Regions from separate parts of the Gasterosteus aculeatus genome. Here region 2 is linked to region 1. A link is a contact called in public Hi-C data. All regions are on one chromosome and are shown on one strand. The core of a region is the stretch at or near the end of the contact, and the rest is flanking DNA. Distances in the headings are between cores, read along the strand shown. Region 1 overlaps chl1b (cell adhesion molecule L1-like b). Region 2 has its middle 7.3 kb from the start of chl1b.

Region 1 (3,149 bases), core at 280-2,779:
GGAAAATCACCATATCAAACAAGTGTTGAACGTCCACATCTTTGACTCCTTGCCGTGTCCCGCTGCCCCTCTCATCCGCCGGCGGCTTTGGGCGGATCAGCCAGCTAAGCCGCATTGTTTCCACTGGGCCTGAACGCTCCGCTGGGAAGCCGCAGTGATATCGGGATCACAGCTTCAGCGCTCGCGCGCCGACTGTTTTGGGCTTTTTATTCGGCTCCCCAACTGGCATCGCACACGTAGCGGGCGGGACAGAAGTTGGCAGCACGCGCCTGTAACTTTGGGTTGTGGTTTGCTGGCTGCTTTATTTTGGATTCATTTACTTGATGCGTAAAAGACACTTTGAGAGAACAGCGATATATCAGACTTATATTGTACTGGACTCCATCATGCTTACCGTGTTGGTTATTCCCCCTTCTCCCCCAAAAGGCCCATTCTGAGACAGTGGGGGCCCCTGAACCTTGGGGTTAAGACCACCCAGAGGGGACCCGAGAAGAATCGAAGTGATCATAATATAATTAAAATCGCTTTGAGAGACTTACTCCCTAAAACACCGCAGACACACCCACCCAAAAGTAGAAGTTACTTACTTGGAAGATGTTCTCATTAGAAGACGGGTGTCACAAGCCCAAAAGGTTGGGAACCACTGGCCGTAGTCTGATGCTCTGCATGTGGGCCCGGGTCGTGTCCCTCACATTGCCTCCCTTGTTTTTGTGTCCCCAAGTTGAGCAGCTGCCCACCATCACGGCGCAGTCGCCCAGCCCCCTCATCGCCTTCCCGTTTGACGAGAGCTTCCCCGTGACGTGTGAAGCCAAAGGGAACCCCAAGCCAGAGTGAGTACCCGGCCTCGTGGACGGAGAGGCAGACACACAGCAGCCGCAAACCACAACAGCGGCAGCCGCTTACCATCAACGTGCTGCATTTGGTTTGGGTTGGAAAAGGAGTTGCCCTTAGCTGAGGGACTTGACCTTTCAATACCGCCTTTCTTTATGTAGATTCACATGGATGAAGAATGGCCAGGAATTCGACCCCTTGCTGGACCCCCGCCTGATGAAAGAGGAGAATTCTGGGACCTTTGTGATACCCAATAATGGGAACCTTACAGAGTACCAGGGAACCTATCGCTGTTACGCCTCAAACAGAATGGGGACCGCCATATCGAAGGAGATTGAGTTCATTGTGCCCAGTGAGTAACATGCATCTGTGTGTGTGTGTGTGTGTGTGGTGCTCTGTTACAGGGCTTTCAGATTGATTCAGGGCCAGCAGACGTGTGTAATGACTGCACCTCTCCATTGTGAACCTCTCATTGTGTTGGACCATGCAGAAAGTCACTGAGGCCCCCCGAGCTCTCCTCCCACCTACATTGGATTAAAAAAAAAGCATGTTTGAGTATGATTCAGCATCTCCATCATTTGCTTCTCCCCCCTGAACACAGCGGATGAATTCTCAAAGAGAATCCACTCCGCGAGCTCCGCCGAGACGCCACACACGATAGTGGCAGTGACGTGTTTCTGCAGGTCAACAAGTGAAAGAATGTGTCAAAGGGAAAGACGGCTCGTCCCAGTGGATCCCTGAATGATGCCACTGCCATCTCCTGGAGGAGAAGAGAACTGCGTCCAATATTTAATTTATTCCCGTCTGGCTTTTTCTCTTTTTTCTTCAAGATGTTCCGAAGTTTCCAAAAGAAACACTTGAACCCGTCGTGGTGGAGGAAGGCCAGGCTTTTGTTTTGCAGTGTGACCCACCGAAAGGAATCCCTCCCCTCCAGATCTACTGGATGACTATCAGTGAGTCATACTATAACGGGGATGTTGTGTACAAGTTAGTTCAAAATACAAATTTGTTTTTGTAACCATACACCTTATCATTACAACCGACGGAATGTTTTCTACGGGATACGTTCTCCTCACCCCTTGACATCTATCTTCACTTTGCACACACGTAAGGCTGCATGCAAGAAACAATAACACAACATAAGAACCACTCACAATTAACATCACATCATTTGCCACACAAACACACTAACCCTAAATATACCAGAGATAATGAGCAATTAAATGTGATTACAACTTAATGAAGATGTCCTTGAAGGACAATGACCTGTTGATATCTCTTGATTAAGCCCGTTAACCTCTGATCTGATGCTCGGTCAGTCACCTTGTTCTAACTACTTTATATGCACACAAGTCCTCACCAGTTACTTCTATCCGTGCCACCCGCTCCACAAGATACATGCTGGGGCTGAGACCATTCAAATACACATTTCTGCTCGTTTTATTTGTCGAATCTTGGTTTACCATGTGAAATACAGCATATTTAATTAGCTATTAATATAACAATTTGGTGTGTGACATAAAAAGTAGTAAATCTAGTTGTGGTAGTACAGGGAGGAGTAGAAGTATACAGTTGTACAGAATACATAAATAATGTACCGTGGAGCACGAGGGCGCCTGCGTCAGGTGTGTAAGCCCCGCCCCTTTTCTGTGCTCAGACCTGCAGCACATCGAGCAGGACGAGCGGGTCTCCATGGGCCTGAACGGAGACCTCTACTTCTCCCACGCCGTGGAGAAGGACAGCAGGAGGGACTACTGCTGCTTCGCCGCCTTCTCCAAGATACGCACCATCGTTCAGAAGAACGCCATGTCCGTCGTCGTGAAGACGAGTAGGTGTCCCTTCATCCCCCCCCCCCACCACCACCACGGGTCACATCAGCACCCGCGAACACGTCACGCCGTCGCATCTCCTTGATTTTTTATGTTGTGGTTTTTCTTTGATGTGTCTCATTGATCCACGTTGTCCTCGTGTTCATCGTCTTTTTATGTCTCATCCACCTCCATTTCAGAAAAAAGTGGCATGAATCCAGAAACTGGTGAGTTTTTAAAAGTAAAACACAGGTGTCCATCATCTATAACCAGATGTGTGCGCATATAAATGTGTAAGATAAAGAGTCTTTAGCGTCTAATTCTCTGCTGTGTCCCTCAGCCAATGCAATCCTCGACAGAAGACCCTCTCTTCTGACGCCCCCTGGTGTCAGATCAGAGACACATCTGGTCAAAGGAGACGACTTGGAATGGGAGTGTATTGCTGAGGGATTGTGAGTAACTAAACCTCTCACGTCTAACGTTTAGTCGGCATCCCGCTCACCGCTCGCC
Region 2 (2,723 bases), core at 47-2,546, 41 kb before region 1:
CTCCTGTCGTGTGACAGTGACAGTGTATGCGTGTGCGTGTATGCGTGTGCGTGTATGGGGGGGGGGGGGCACGGCTCAGAGATGATACCATCAAAGCCCTCTTTTATATGTGCTCGAGGAGGACGAGATGCCTCATCCCCAGTGCTGCCCGAGGCCACGCTGATGTCATCCGCCCGCCAGGGCCGATGACGGGAAGCAGCTGCCTGCGACTCTGGCGTCACGGCGTCCCACAATGGGAACCGGTCACGGCGCCGATGACGGACGTTAACGTTTTCCCGCTCGCTCGTCATCCGATAAGCGGCGCGATGCGTCCTGTGCTGGAGATGGTGAGCTCTGGTGACTCCATGTTGCTCTTCGTCGGCGCTGTTTGGAAGTCTGTCTGGGGATCTGAGAGGGTGGGGGTCGGTGGAGGGGCTCGTGCTCCACCCTTGATCCTCGGAGACAGAGAAGCAAGCAACTTCTTGGGAGTGTTTTTTGGAGCCTGATGCAAATCTCGGCGGGTTAATGGTGCGTGTGTGTGTGTGTGTGTGTGTGTGTGTGTGTGTCTTTTGAGGACTTTGTTGCACCGACCAGCTTTATCAGCGAGGCCTTTTGTGACCGTTCAACAAAGCCAGCGGCAATAAACATGTGGTCCATCCAGATTGTGCCTCATTTGAGGTCCACAATGGAGACCACAGATGCACGAGATGTTAACTGGCGGCCCCTCGCCAGACCGAGACCACGGGGCAAGACGTCCGTGAATGCGTGTAGGAAGAAATAACCAAACTCTTACCTCTCGCCGCTGCCAGAGACCAGTTAATGAGATTCAGGCGGATCGCTAATTGACTTTAGTAAATTCCACGTAGCCTCCATCTCCATGGCAACTAAACCAGCCGCCTCTTCTCAAAGCCTACACGCAGGAGGCCAGGGAGGGGAAAGTTTTTTTTTGGTTGTTACACTCTTTCCTTCCCCTAATAATCCATCGATGATGTAATAATGTCGTTACAGGAACAAGGAGGGTTTTAATCGATGCAACACGTGATCACGGAGATTCTATCTCCCAGGAGCAGGGGTATTAATGACTCGGAGGGATTGGGGGAGCAACGGAGCTGAGGCCATTATTAGAGAGCGGGGGGAGGGGGGGCTTGTCGGAGTGTCTGGCTCCCCGCTGACAACAACATGGCCCTGTCTGTTCTCTGTCAAAGTGACACGAACTAGTCCTGAATCACAGCTGCTGGGCCTCCTGACGGTGCCTCTGTGGATCCCACTGACCCCCCCCCCCTCCCCATAGATCAGATCATGTCCACATCAGACGGGTAACATGATCCAGGATGTGCCGTCCTGTAGCAAGCAGGCTGTGCGGGAACATGGAGGGAAATGTGGAAAACACAGCGCAGACGTTTTGCTCATTTAAACAAAGTCAGGGTTTGTTTGGGGATTCGCTCCACTGGGCTTCCACGGGTTTACATCAGAGCAAACCCCTACTTTACAAAGAGCAGATTTCACGCAACTTTTTTTAACTCTGGCACGCAGGCCTTTAAAAAGATTCCAGCCAGCGCTGTAAAGTTGCATATTTATGGATATATGTTTAGGTTGGGAGCTGACTGGCAACCTTAAAAAGATGACTGAAAAAACATCTGAATTAAAGATATCTTGTTTTTTTTAGTTCTTATATGAGTTAAAAGCCAATCAGGATGCACTCAGAATCATGACTTGACAAGAAGAACATTTCCCCTTGAAGTGAATGGAAATTTGACATGAACTATTCAGAAACCAAAATCCGAATGAAAGTGTCAGAACGAACACTGTTTATTCTAAAGCTGAAGGAGCCTTGTGCTCCACAGCTGACTGTTAAATAGGTGGATCATAACACCACATTAACATACAGAATAAATATGCATCTTGATGCTGGCTTATTTTAAATAGCTAACGGAAAATGTCATATAACACCGACCGGGTTTTGGATTAGTCTGTGAGCTAAAGTCGGGGTCAAGGTCAAAAGAAAACTGATGTAATATCTTCTCATTGCCAAGTTTATATGTTTCAGCCACTATAGGAAAATGTCAGCTGATTAAACAGAATGCAATATCGTATGCAAATGTATGCACACACCACAAAGGCCGCTCCGTGTGATTGCAGGTTCTTTTTTTCTCAAGGGGGTGTGAATTTTCACTCCGCTTAAAGCTCCACATATGAAAGGAAAAGTGTGAAAACACTGGAGCAAACGGGAAGGATTATTCTCTATTGTTTTTAATTTGTTCCTTTGTACAATTAGCATCCGGACTTTAGTCCTGATTAGATGGATCTAGACTTATTGATCTATTGGGAGACTCCTTTGTAGCCACTTTGCTGGTTATTACCAAACCCCCCCCCTCCCACAGGACTCCCGCGGACATTTAATTGAAACGGACAAAATAACACCCCAGTTATCCCGAGGGCCCAATTCTATTACCTCCTTATGCAGCTCCCCTGGGAGCCGAGTGCAGCCGCAAACCAAACACGGCGTCACACCTTCAAACGCTCACACAGCCGGCGGCCGGACCAGACGTCTCCCCTCTGCAGCACGGCTGCCGTGTGACATCTTCCTCGCCACGAACGCCGCTGATGTTGTTTTGTCCTCAGCGTCAGTTCAAGCGAGATACAAAAACGTGCGCGTGAACGTGAGCTTGTGTTTCCCGTGGATGTGACACGACCACGCCGGGTCGACCTACCCGCCCGAGCACAGGCGGAAAGGCCATCATTTG

Evidence for each region. A called contact is a pair of places that touch in the nucleus more often than the background predicts.
Region 2: a Hi-C map of skeletal muscle shows a contact between it and region 1, with 5 times the contacts expected there. The contact joins two enhancer-like sites. A contact is called at or near these places in 4 of 6 Hi-C or Micro-C datasets (skeletal muscle, tail fin and whole body).

The regions. Positions count from the first base shown.
Region 1 is chr17:20,581,306-20,584,454 of fGasAcu3.hap1.1, reverse strand. It overlaps chl1b (cell adhesion molecule L1-like b), which reads left to right. Exons shown (of 26, transcript XM_078092524.1): 4 at 722-830; 5 at 993-1,183; 6 at 1,662-1,784; 7 at 2,489-2,659; 8 at 2,980-3,091. Among protein-coding and RNA genes, the nearest start is that of chl1b, 34 kb to the left of the region's middle. Within about 2 kb of position 1,529, at least 2 of the 9 cell types and tissues checked have open chromatin away from gene starts, as enhancers often do.
Region 2 is chr17:20,622,289-20,625,011 of fGasAcu3.hap1.1, reverse strand. No RefSeq gene overlaps it. Among protein-coding and RNA genes, the nearest start is that of chl1b, 7.3 kb to the right of the region's middle. Within about 2 kb of position 1,296, at least 1 of the 9 cell types and tissues checked has open chromatin away from gene starts, as enhancers often do.